Linked DNA regions of Mus musculus: all the other regions are linked to region 1. The links are chromatin contacts, called in public HiChIP or PLAC-seq and capture Hi-C maps. All regions are on one chromosome and are shown on one strand. The core of a region is the stretch at or near the end of the contact, and the rest is flanking DNA. Distances in the headings are between cores, read along the strand shown. Region 1 holds the start of Tbx15 (T-box 15). Region 2 holds the start of Zfp697 (zinc finger protein 697). Region 3 overlaps Spag17 (sperm associated antigen 17).

The links. HiChIP or PLAC-seq counts read pairs in DNA pulled down with a chosen protein or histone mark. Capture Hi-C pulls out chosen DNA fragments and counts their contacts.
Region 2: a capture Hi-C map of embryonic stem cells shows a contact between it and region 1, with 3 times the contacts expected there. The contact joins the promoter of Zfp697 here to the promoter of Tbx15 in region 1. A contact is called at or near these places in 1 of 39 promoter capture datasets (embryonic stem cells), 1 of 115 datasets of contacts at active chromatin or transcription factors (embryonic stem cells) and 1 of 9 other capture datasets (embryonic stem cells).
Region 3: a contact with region 1 is called in an H3K4me3 HiChIP or PLAC-seq map of embryonic limb bud, with 5 times the contacts expected there. The contact joins the enhancer-like site here to the promoter of Tbx15 in region 1. A contact is called at or near these places in 1 of 39 promoter capture datasets (neural stem cells), 9 of 115 datasets of contacts at active chromatin or transcription factors (craniofacial prominence, embryonic forebrain, embryonic hindbrain and 5 more) and 1 of 9 other capture datasets (embryonic tail).

Annotation. Positions count from the first base shown.
Region 1 is chr3:99,251,571-99,255,803 of GRCm38.p6, reverse strand. Tbx15 (T-box 15) reads right to left here and starts at 2,044. Exons shown (of 8, transcript NM_009323.2): 1 at 1,719-2,044. The coding sequence starts at 1,923.
Region 2 is chr3:98,380,001-98,384,233 of GRCm38.p6, reverse strand. Zfp697 (zinc finger protein 697) reads right to left here and starts at 1,753. Exons shown (of 3, transcript NM_172863.4): 1 at 1,656-1,753. Gm52610 (a long non-coding RNA gene) reads left to right here and starts at 3,740. Exons shown (of 3, transcript XR_003954528.1): 1 at 3,740-4,122.
Region 3 is chr3:99,963,937-99,968,169 of GRCm38.p6, reverse strand. Spag17 (sperm associated antigen 17) reads right to left here. Exons shown (of 49, transcript NM_028892.4): 4 at 945-1,076. Among named protein-coding and RNA genes, the nearest start is that of Spag17, 81 kb to the right of the region's middle. Within about 2 kb of position 2,124, at least 11 of the 459 cell types and tissues checked have an H3K27ac peak or open chromatin away from gene starts, as enhancers often do. A contact at or near this core is called in craniofacial prominence and embryonic limb bud, where this site is marked.

The DNA of each region.
Region 1 (4,233 bases), core at 795-3,294:
CTAGAGCTACTAAACAAAATTCTGGAGACTAGCTCTCCACATTCACGTGACTGGAATATTCTCTTTTCCAATTCCTCTCTTTGCTTCCCTCACTTATGGGTGAGAAAGACGGAAGGAGAGAGCTTTGAACTATACCAATGGTTTCAGAGACCCCCACATGCCGGCCCTTTTGAGCTTAGACACACCAGACACACTCCCAGCAACCCAGACTCTTCCCCCAGAGAAAAGCACCCTTGACATCAGTCTTCCTAAATCGAATAATTTCTCCCTTATCCACTGTCAGGAAGATAAAATAACAAGAGATTCCCAAATCGAAAGTTGCCATAAGTCATTCCAATAACTGTACAGACCCTTACTGAAATCCTGACAACAGATAAATTGGGTGACGGGATGGCAGAATAGAGGACACATATTAGCTATCTTCGGTTCCTTCCTGGATTGCCCACACAGCAGACCGAGTGGACCTGCCCTTGCTCCCAAAGAGAGAAAGTCGTGGATGGATGAAATAAATCTCCTTTTAATTTTCTTTTCATCGACTAATAAAAATAATTCCCCAGCACTAAACCCAAATTCCGTAACGGGCCGCAAGAACACGGAGAATTCATGAAACTCTGTCTCTGCAGGTCTCTGGCTAATCGAGTTATTATTAGCCTCGGGAGCGTGGAAACTGAACTGTCACTGCTGAAAGAGAAAATGTAAGCGACAGCTGTCCCTCTTCGGGCTTTGGCTAGCTTTCAGGCCAGGATCCTCAAGCTCCCGAGCCTACTGCTGCTCCCATTCCTGTGTGGGCGGCTGCCTGACTCTTCCCCCCCACCCCCAAGCCGTGTAGGACAAGGAGTCTAGTCCTGGATCCTAGCTGGTCCGCAGGGACACCTTCTGCAGGGCCTTAGAAATCTGGGCTGAAAATACTAGTTGTTGAAAATATTCTGAAGCCGCTAAACCGAGTTATGAGTGTAGTGTTTGTGAGCGTGCTTACAGGATTTTGACAACAGCTGTTCCCCCGGGCTGTTTTGCACTGTTGAAATCTTGGCACTAAATACAAAATGTGAAGCTGTTTTCTCCCTCTTAGGGTTCTGTTAAAATACACACATTGACATCCGCCTTGAGTTTTAAGTGTTTTGTGCATATTAATTATGTACAATATGGAGAGATCTAAGAAAATTAGTTGAAACGTGCACCCACCCAAATACTGAGATGTGGGCACGGATTAAAGACCTGGGTCTCAGGATACAGTGTCTATCTACTATGTCCCCAGTGAAATAGAAATAATTATACTCCACCATCTAAAACTTAGTTGAGAGAGAAACTAAAAGAGAAAACCGGAACATTTCCCATGGCTGCCTTATAGGCTTCGTCTGGCAGCACTCGGGGGCTCTCAGAAGCACGGAAGCAAGTCTCAGATCCACTGGGCTCTTTCTCCAGTGTCTTTGACTGAGCTCTTTCAAACCCAGGGACCCGCAGCCCTCAGTCTCTGACACAAGAGAAGGGGGATGGACGCAAGTAGGCCTTGAAATTGGCGATTAAAATGCAAGGCTCGGGCCAGGCCCCCAAATTGGTTCCGGCGAATTTAGGGAGGCTCAAGGTATTTATGCCAAGAAAAAGGAACCCCCGTCGGAGTGAGGCAGGGAGTCAGCAGGCAGGGCCTCCCTCCACTCGCGGGGATACCGGCTGGTGTTCCTTCTCCACCCGCCTCCCGTCGTCCGATCCGACACACTCACCCGGGTGGGGCTCCAGGCCGTGTGTCGCCGGGTCGTCTGTGTCTCCGAGTGGGCCTGCGGGACTCAGCGCCTCCATGGACAAGTCCAGCCCCTTCTCCTCCCAGTCTCGCAGTTTCCGCTTTTTATTTGAGCCGATCAAGGCTTCAACGGAGAAGGCATGTGCTCGGGAGCTCAGGGCGACTGCAGATCTTCTCCGTTCACTCATTTTAGCCGCCCGCACCCGGGTCTCCTCTAGCCCGCGCTACTGAGCTGGCAGCCCCGCGGCCGCACGCTCCGAGCGCCCGCCGACCCGGCCCTGGAGAGGCGGCGGCGCCGCGGCCGAAACTGGGGCGGCGGCTCCGCGGGTGATCTGCGCCCTCCCTCCGTGTCCTCCCCCGCCCTCGACCGCCGGATCAGACCGGTGCCCCCAGCTGCCCCAGCCTCTAGGAACTAGCGCGGGGAACGCCGCCCGCCCGTTGCATGGAGCACTGAGTCCAGCTCCCCACCCACCCGGGCAGGCGCTCACAAACTCTGCTGACTGAACTTCATCTTTTCTTTTTTTTTTTTCTTTTCTTTCTTTCTTTTTTTTTTTTTTTTTTAAATTCACTCCCTCTTCCTTTTTCTCCTCCCTCTCCCCCTTCCCCACTCGTTCTTCCCGTCCTTCCCTGATCCAAACTTCTGGGAAACTTTTCCCCCCTGAATTCCTCCCTTCCCGAGGAACAGGGGGTAGGCAGTGAGCTCCTGTCCGAGGGGTGAGGGAAAAGGGAGGGGGAGCAGAAAAAGGCAGAGGGGAGGAAAGCCAGCCCCCAGCCAATGGCAAGAAAGGAACAAGAGAAAGCCCGAGAGCTCGGGCCAATGGGGAGAAGGGAGAGACTGAGGCTCGGGCCAAGGCTGTGCGCTGGCCATCCCCAGGATGCTTCTCTGCCAACTTTAACCCCTGGCTTCCCGGCACCCGACTTGTTTCTCTGTAGGAGGAGGGCAGTCGGGACAGCTCAAAGTCAAAATCTGATCTTCGCCCTTATAGACTCTACAAGTCCAAATACGAATCCATACAGTTTCCTTCCAAACTCTCAGGATCTAATAGAGCTAGCTATCATACTCAGTTCAGATGCAGATCTGGGAAGCTGATGCTGTGACAAAATGCTAACCTGTCCCTCTCCTCAAAAAAAAAAAAAAAAAAAAAAAAAAAAAGGCAGAAGATATTTCTGATCATATCACCCATGCCCCCAGGGGCTTTGAGATCTGCCCAAATTTCTCTACGCAGGTTTCTACTGTGTTCCAGATCAATGACTTTCTAAGCGGGTCCGGTTAAGGCAAAACGAAACAACAACAACAAAAAATTTTCCTGCTGCCATTCGGCCTTATAACTGAACATTTCAGGACTTCACGCTCCTTGTTCTACCTGATGGAGGGAGGAGACAGACACGCTGAGAGTTAAGAGACCTGCATGGGCCGCTTAGCTTGCCTCGGGGTCTGCAAACTTACCCTGCTAGACTGGGCCCCTGCACCACACAAATAGTAACTTTCATAGCGCAGCAGACTCTGAGCTGCGCTTCGCCTATCCCGGGCTCTTATTCCAAAGAACCCACAGCGGGTGCCGGGGTTGGGGGTGGGGGGGAGATAGATAAGACTTCTGATAGCTGGGAAGGAACTTTTTCAAAATTTCTTCAAATCCCCTCATCTCCAGAACTTGGCTCTCATCTCTTACTAATGATCTCCCTTTGCTCCCACGCCTCACTTTTAAAGCTTTCAGGACCGTTCATTCACCACAGATAACCTAGGAACTTAAAACAACATCCCCCACCATTTTTGTTATCCAACCGCTCACCAAGTTATTTATCCTCATGGATAAATGGCATAAGGCCTCAGATCGCAGACTTATACGGAGGCCAAAAAGAGAACGGAGGGAAGGAAGAAAGAGGGAAAGAAAGAATAAAAAATCTCCTATTTCAGAGCAGAGGCCTAAAAGCCTCATTTCCCCATTCCAAAGTTCCTGGTCAAAATAATTCTATCCTGAGGCTATGAAGCTGGGAAAGGAGGAAAACTTAGCACCAACCGGGAGGCCCAGCAATAAGTCTAGCCAGGCGCTAAGCAAGGTCTGAGTAATTAAGTTAGATGGAGTACAGAGCCTATGAGCGGCTCCAAAGAACTAGCTGCTGAGGGAAGGAGGAAAGGGACATTGTGCCACCTCTGAAAGGCCACATTTCCCTGCCTGACCCAAGAACCAAGGAAATTTAGTTCCTGCCATTATCATTAAGAGCCCTCTGCTGCTGGAAGCAACAACCATGGATTGAATGTTCACTGGCCTTTTAAGAGGTAGGACTAACTTTTATTTTTTTAAATTTCCCTCAAATCATGCTCTAGCCTAGACAAGAGAAAGCTGGTGGCAGGGCAAACATAAAAAGAGCCTTCCTTGATGGGTATGTTGCTGTCAGTCCTGGGTTCCAGGGCCTTCCTGGAGCTTTCTATGACTTGAAAGTCCCCAGGCAGGAAGAATAAGAAAGCCAGGGGCATCTGCGGTTGTCCCGGCAGATTC
Region 2 (4,233 bases), core at 504-3,003, 870 kb after region 1:
TGCCATCATGTTTTTTTTTTTTTCTCCTGAGTGACCTGGAAGGCAGCTTGACTTTCACTGTATGGTCTTGGTTCAATCTCAGGTCATTGTCTCTTGGACTGTCAATTTCTCCCCTAAAGATCCTACCTCCTCCAAGCACAGCCAGTGTGTACAACCGGGAACTTTTTCCGATGCAGACACTCTTTCTTCATTTTATCTAACATTGGCTGCCTGTACAATTCCAGTTAGTTCATTCCAACTTAGTTCACATGTCTTATCTAACAGTGCCAGTGAAAAGCCTTCCACCCCCTACAAGCCATTAATCCAGGGTCCAAAGCATCCTTTTCCCCCCCGTGCACCTGAAATAATCCGCCTACTACTCAAGAGGAATTCCTTTGGTTTTAAAGTACATTATACATTAAGTAATCACCATATGTTTCCTTAAGAGAAGGGATGCACACTTGTATACACATAGAAGATCAGAAAGGCATCAGAGGCAGGTGAATTAATTCCCTTATGGGAGTCACACTCCGGTTGTGTTTAAACTTGCCCATTTGTCCATAGCAGCTCACAAAGACCACCAACTCGCTAGCTATTGCCACATTTACCACAACGGTCTCTTGGGAAGAGACCCACTATATGGGAATGCTGACAGCCAACGGAGCCTGACTCAACAGGCAGGATTACAGCACTAAATTAAATTATGCCTCATACTCATGTGGGGGGTGGCTGATTCACTGCGGGGGGGGGATGGGGGCGTGGTTAAGAAAATAAAGGTTAAATCAGAGGAAGTCCCAGAGGAAGTCTTAAAGTCCCGTTCTAGAGACCTGCTATTGTGTGCTCTGGCTGTAAGGTACATCCAGGGTCTCTGTCTCACTGTTCCTCTTCACCATCCCTCATGCTAACATATGCCTCACCCCAGGCCACCTGAGCCTCAATAAGCTCTCTGGCCGCAGGCTCCAGCTCTGTCCACCACCTGCCCATGATCAGCCAACGTGGATATTTGTGGTTGGGGATTCTAGCAAAACCAGACAACGACCCCTCCTGAGCCACGCGCGGCTGGCTAGCTCAGCCTTCCTTTCGCAGGTCCTCATTGTACCTTTCTCCCAGTCCGATCGCAGCCCCCAGGTGGCAATCCGAATCGGTCAGACAGATGGGAGGAGCAGGTAACAGACACGTTTCACAAGGGCCAAAATGAACCTGCTGACCTTCGCAAAGTCCCCGCCTTCATCCCCTTCCTCACAGTGGGGCTGGGGGCACTGACTTAGTAGGCAAAGGGAGCACGATCTAAGCTGATGCACCGATGCACACAAAGCCTTTCACCTTCTGCTTGTCTTGCAAGCTCCTCCCTGGGCTTGGTCTCCCAGGGTCTCTGATGCCCCCTTCGGTGGTCTGTGGGACGGTCCGACTTGCTCTGGCAGCGCAGTCTCAGCCTCCTCCTCCCCTCCCCTCGCCACAGAGACCAAAGGGAGCTCAACCCAGCTATAGGACACGAAGGGTCCCCTTCTGTCCTTGGTTCCTGAGCCCACGGGGTGGCGGACCACAGTCCAGTGTGCGAAGGACAGCTTCGCGCGGCAGCTCAGCCACAGCACACATCCCAGCCCCTAGATGATCAGCTCAGGTTCCCAGCTCCCTATCCGCGAAGCCGGCGCGCCCAGCCGCAGCAGCGCTCCTACCTGTGATGCGCCGGGCAGCTCTGAGCGCACTGCCCAAGCCTGGCGCCCGGTGCTGAGGCTATGCAACCGCGGGCTGGCACTCGGGCTGGCTGCCCACTACCTCCTCGCTGGGGCTTCCTGTGGGGCTGGACAAAGGACATTTCCTGGGAGGAGCAGGGAATGTTCCCAGCATGCCTCGATTTGTAGTTCACCGAGACTTCCTGCCACCGCAGCAACAACGGGGGCTCTACTCAGACCCCAGGACTGGAGGAGAGGACCCTGTCGGGCTGTAGTAGCTCGGAGCCGATGGCCGACCCGCCGCCGCTTGGTAGAGTCGCGATCCTGCAGACGCATGCTGCCCTCACACGCTTGCTGCCCTGGGCGCGCAGTGCGAGCGGCCTTTTCTTTAGAAGTGAACTTTGTGATATGCTCTCTTTACGTCGGCTTCCCCCACCCCACCCCACCCCACCCCACCCCCGCTTCTTCTTCTAATAGATGGTCTTCCATAAGGTGAGGCTGGGGGAGGCGAGCATACTCTGACACTCAGCCTAGCCTGGGACTCACCTAGACAACTCACCGCGATTCTTCTTCCTACTCTTCAGGTGTATACCAACCCGAGTTTGTTGTTTTGCTTTGTTTCTGTTGTGCGCTAATCTACCTTAAAGCCCCCTGCATGCGTGGCCAGTGCTCTGTCCATCTACCAACTTTTTCACCTCCCAGGTTCTCTAGCTCAGTGTTTCTCAACCTGTCTGTCACGACCCCTTGTGGATCAAATGGTCTTCTCGCAGAAGTGGCCTAAGACCATCAGAAAACACAGATATTTATCAACATTACAGTTGATAAACAGTAACAAAATTATAAAGTAGCAATGAAAATAATGGTTAGGAGTCACCACAACATGAAGGGTCGCAGCATTAGGAAGGTTGAGAACCACAACTCTATGCAGTCAGGACTCTGGCTGTGGCCTGTTTAAGAAAAACATTTGGCTGCTCTTCTGGTATCCAGGCTCCTTAAAGATCTTAGCACTTTTGCCCTAAAAACCATGCAGAGCTGATCATTCCTAGATCCTGGCCTGGTGACATCCCTTTTCTCCACTGTTGGCCTCTGCCCAGGCTTCTTTTTAAGAGAAGTAATTGAGAGATAAAAAATAAACTTCATGAATTACATATGTGAGAGCCTAAATGACAAGCCGGATGGTGGAGCACACCTTTAATCCCAGCACCCAGGAGGCAGAAGCAGATAGATCTCTGTGAGTTATAGGCCAGCCTGGTCTGCAGAGGGAGGTCTAGGACAGCCAGGGCTAAACAGGAAAATTTTGTCTTGAAAGCAAAAAGCAAACACACAAAAACTAAATGACTAAAAGCTGAGCTGAGTCATTTTACCAAAGGATGGCAGGAAGGGTATAGTAAGTCAATCAAGGAAAGGATGGGTCCTAAGATTTTCTAGAATACTTGAAAAATAATCTGGCAATAGCCCCGTGTAGTGACACCGCCCAGAAGGCTGGGGCAGGAGGGTATGGAGTTCAAAGTTAATATGGGTTATCTAGCAAGACTCTGGCCACAGGTAATACCTGCATGCATACACAATCAGAAAGTCACAATTTGAGTTTCCATTTGTCAACTCCCATTTCAACTCAGAAGAAGTAGGGACCTTTAAGAGAGGGCCTTAGTCTGTGTTTAAGAACAGAGTATCTAAGAATGCTATCATCGTTCTTCTAGAGTCCTTTCGCCATGGGATAAATGGCTGGTTTAATTCAAGGTGCAGAACTGATGAGGAGCAAGTGGATAGTACTGTTTACTTCGCAGACGTCCTTGTTGATCTGTTGGCTATCCATCTGAATTAGTTGCACAAAGTATTTTAGCTTCATGTTTGTAGCCTTGGAACATTCAGGTGAAAAGCTCCCCATTTCCCCTAGATGGAACTCATGGATGTTTGTCAAATCACATAGCCTCATCATGCTCAGTGTGAGAAGGCGCTGGGCCTGCCTGCGGCACTCAAAATTGTCTACTCTGCCTCCATGAAGCTATTTTCTCTCCTTCCTCTAACACAACTTTTTTTCTACATTTCTTACTTTTGTTGACGATATGGAAATTTAGCCCATTACCTCCACCCCATATCAAACCTGCCCTTTTGCCTTTTGTTTGTTTGTTTCCAATGTAGTTAGCTCATTACTTTGGCAAGGTGGTTTTTTTTTTTAAACATATTCTTGTCTTTATAGCTTTCAACAGTGACCTCATTGTTGTAACAAAGTCCTATGAAACCTATAATGGCCTCTGTACGTGGACAGTGTGTTTGAGGTGCTAGGGAGAGATGCTAGCCATAAGAGTAGAGCTTTGCTTCCAGACTAACAAGCATCTCTGAGGTCTTCCACAGGATATTCATTGAATCATTAAAGGTGTGTGTTATCCTCGAGTACCTGCATCCCAGTTGACAAGATGTAGCTCACACCATCACTACATAGAATCCTCATCCATCGATGTGAGAAACTGTAAGCGAATTTGTGTTCTCAGAAGTTTCTGGTCTTTCCATAAGCCCTTTTGAACCTCCAAAGGCAGTGGTTCTCAACCTTCCTGATGCTGTGATGCTTCAATACAGTTCC
Region 3 (4,233 bases), core at 875-3,374, 710 kb before region 1:
CCACCGCCACCATCATCATCATCATCACCACCACCACCACCATCACCGTCGCCGTCATTGTCATTGTCATAAATAACTCAGTCAAATAGGATACCTAGATCTAAGGGTTTTGCAAAGGTAAGGAAGGCATAATGGGAATATATTTACCTTTTCTATTTCCATTAGTTGTTTTTTTTTTTTTTTTGTCCTTCCTACTCAAGGTCACAAAGAACTCACCTTCTAATCTATCACTTATGCATGTGGACACACATCACACTGCGTACAGAAGCATCTGCTGTCACAAAAATATTTCAGCATAATTTGAAAATGGAGGAAAGCCTTTCTCATTCCTAGTAGTGATCATAACAAATGGCTCTGAATTGGGCATCATTCTGCATGTTTAAAGTATTTTTTTTTCAGAAGCAAATGTAAATTTTTAAAAGCACACTGATTTCTATAGGCAGAGTAAATAAAAAGTTTCCCTATGTGGGAAGAAAAAGATCAGAGAGAGGATCTGGCAGCAGGAGTGACTGGTTGTTGCTGAAGCTGTCACTTTGCTCTGAAAGGGCAGGGTGCTTGACAGGCTAATAAACACTCCTAGTCTATATCACAGACAATTTAAATATATCCCAATTTGGCAATTCTTTTCCCCTTGTTTTGATATTTACTTGTGATATGGGCCCCATTCTTGTTACAATATTAAAGATTCTACCATAAAACCACCTTGATTACATGTTCTGGACATTGCCATTTTCACAAACAAGGGGACATAATATGTATTATAACAACTCATCCAATACACCCATGAGTGAGCAGCTGCTTCCCTAAGGAGTAGAGGAGACTTTCAGGCTTGCCACAACACACACTATAGAGGCTTAGGAAGTGTGTGTGTGTGTGGGGGGGGATCTTTAACTGTCCCACCCACTAGCTTCTGAGCTCTGGGGAACCCATGTTCCATATGGTACCTTCTTTTCATTTTCTCGTCTCTGCTGGTCCTTGGATTTAATATGGAGAAGTTGACACTTCAAGAGTTTCCCTATCAATGGTAAGGTTAGTTTCTCTCCACTCTCCATGATTATCTTTGCTGCCAGGAACACCTAGAAAGAAACAGTTATTAGGAAAGACAACACTGTATAATCTTTGATCAGGTCTCTCAGTGATAAGAGGATGACAGGATGCTTGATGCTTTGTGATATTTGTCTTAATGGAAAGACAGGCTGTTACCAGACAAACTCGTAGATGGGAAATGTGTCCAGGACCATCAAGGCTGGGTCATTTCATTACCAGCTCCGTCTTCAGCAAGGTGGTGAACACTTTGTACAGTGGTGTCAGACTCCCAGGACTGTACTTAGTGGACACAGTCTGCTTCATGACAGGTAGCTTTCGTGCTATAGAGAGTCTGATGTTGTTTGGAGTAGCTGGCAGTCCAAACTGTCAGTCTTTGACTTATTAGGATGTTAGAATTGAATCGAGTTTTATAATAGTGAAAATGACTATGTTGGCAGTCCCTTTTTTCATGGTGACCAAATTCAGGTGAAAGATAAAACTGCTTGACACAGGGCCACCATATAAATGCTGCACTGCATCCCCCCGCCCCCATCCCTGGCTGCTTAATGTTGATCCTGTTGGTATGTGGACTAATTGGGGTGAAATAAGGTTATTGAGTTTTCTTTGGGTGACGACAGGCACTAGGAACATACAGCTGTATTGTCCAGATGTGTGGCACTGACAGCCTATTTTATGGCTGTGTTTTTTACAGCTTGTTTCCCCTAAATTTCACACAACTCTCTAACATCTGGGCTCTTTTCCTTGGAGCCCTATAACCACTTTATTTACTGCAAAAAAAAATCATGTAAAATATACCATAAAAGTTGTTACATGTTTCTCTTTATTCCTGTTATCTCTCTAATAAAGTCCACTTCTGCCTGAAGGATGGTCACAGAAGCAATCTAGTTAAAGATTTTTCAACCTTTGCTTTTTTAAAAAAAAGGAGCATCATATTTATTTATAACCTCAGGATGAATTAGGTGTTGCCACAATGTTCTGACATATGGCTTTTCTCTCCCCACCCCTTGGAGCAATCGCTCCTTGGGTACATATGGTGTCAATTTCAGGCCCTCGATCTCAGACAATGACCGTGTGCACTGCTTCTCTGGGGCTGTGTCTTGTCTGAAGCTCACATTAGTTCCTGGGTCAGGGTTTCCATGACTAGTCCAGTCTCTTTGACTTTCCCCTTTGCCAAGGGAAATCGTTTAAAGAAAGGGAGGTGCATATTTTGCTTTGAGCTGGAGAAGGCCCTGTGGATCTTCAAGTGCCAACAATGTAATTGGACCTTGTAGAGACTATAGAGGTCCCTGCTCTGCATTGCACAATGAGAAACCCAGGGAGAGGATGTCTTTAAAGCTTTCCTTTCCAAACAACAAAGCAGCAAACCAGAAACCAAAAGCTGTGTGCATGTGTGTGTGTGTTTATGCACGTGTGAGCATGTCTGTGTCTGTGTTTGTGTGTGTGCATGTGTGTGAGAGACAGAGGTGGGGGGAGGGAGAGGAGTACTCCCCAGGGGCACAGTGCTTACCTCTCATGGCAGGCTCTGTCCTGCTGGCACACAATATGGAAAGGGAATGATAGCTGTGATTTTAAGGACCAAGAAAATGGACTCTCCATTTATCAATGATCAGATGCAGGATGTCCTGGGATCCTAAGGAGATTGCTACCCAGGAACTTATTAGGAAATGAAGGTGGATCCAGCCCAAGGTGTGGGTGTCAATATTTGGTTTGAAATGCCATTTTTCAATAGTGGCTGAATAATGTGCTAACAATCAAGCTGCTTTGTGACGTTTGGTACCAAATATTCAAATTTGGGGTTCTAAAGCTCATAGCAGCCTGGTATGAAACATTCATTCCTATGGAGTACAAAGATCATGTCAGTGTTGAAAGGAGCTGGTGATGGACTGGGCTACCTAGGTTGGCAGTATAGTCTTTTCCCTGGTGATCTGTGAAGACAGGATTCTCACCTGCGCCCAGAGAGGTTTGGGTGAAATCTGCCTAGTGTTACGGTAATGGATTGGATGTAGCAGCTCATGCTTTGTAGCCTCTTGATTCCAGGAGTCCATGGACTCTCACTGGGTTCAAATGTACTAGAAGCACAACCAAAAGTTTGCAGAGAGAAAGTTTTACAGGCTGTAAAAGTTAGTTTGCGAATCTGAAAACTCTAGAGTTCTGGGGCTCAATAAAAACCTGGCATGGCATCAAAGTTTTAGTGATGTCCTACTTTTGATGTGGAGAGATGGGTGATGGGACACTGACTCCATGATCTGTGGATGCAAAGCGGGTAGAGTAGAAGGTGATGCAGGCCCGTGGAATGCCTCCTCTAGGCTGGCGCTAATGGTCCATGAGGAAACCACTCAGTGCTACAGGTGCCCACAGACAGCTCTGCACACCAGTGGCAGCCTCAGCGATGGGAACACCTTCCTTCTAGGCCTTCTCTGAAGTGATGTGATTCCAGACATGGCTGTTTGGAATGACCTTAGAATAATTAACAAAATTAAAGATAACAAGTCTGTGCCAATTTAAAACTTGAGACTGAACCTTTGCTTGTGGCACATGGGCCAACCCCTGTCGAAGCAGCAAAGGAAGGTCTGTACACGTGAGTTTCCACCAGCGGTTTCTTGCTTTCACATCGTTACTCGCAAAGTCAGAAGCCAGGTTTGGCTTCAGATGAAGAGTCCTCAGAGGACCTTTGTGTGAAGGATTCCTTTTAAGGAATTAAAAACTGAAAAGGGGGTTGGGATTAAGAGATGGCTTAAGAGAGTTCTTTCTTACAGAACACTTTGGAAAGGCTTCCTTTCCCTGCCTTATGTGTGGTAATTAAGGAAAAAGAATCAAGCTTCCAGCTTTCAGGACTCTAAAGATCATTTGCCCTGAAGTTAAGGTCAATATGCGACATATATTGAGGAATGTATATCCTTTTGGCATGGGTATTTTCGTCTGCCCCCTCCCCCACCTTTTTCACGACAGTGTATGTGATAGCAAGATAACAAGGGCTGTAACTATTGAAAGACTGATGGAACACAGCAGACAAAGATCTAAGCTTCCCAAAATGGTCAAAAAAATAGTCATATATGGGTGTGAACCTAGGCACTCATCAAGTCAAAGTGTCAAATAAATGTGCCTGGCTTGAGTCAGAAACCCAACATGCTCCAGAGGGGATAGTGAGATTCATTAAGATGGTGGGTACTGTGATGGGGTGAGGTC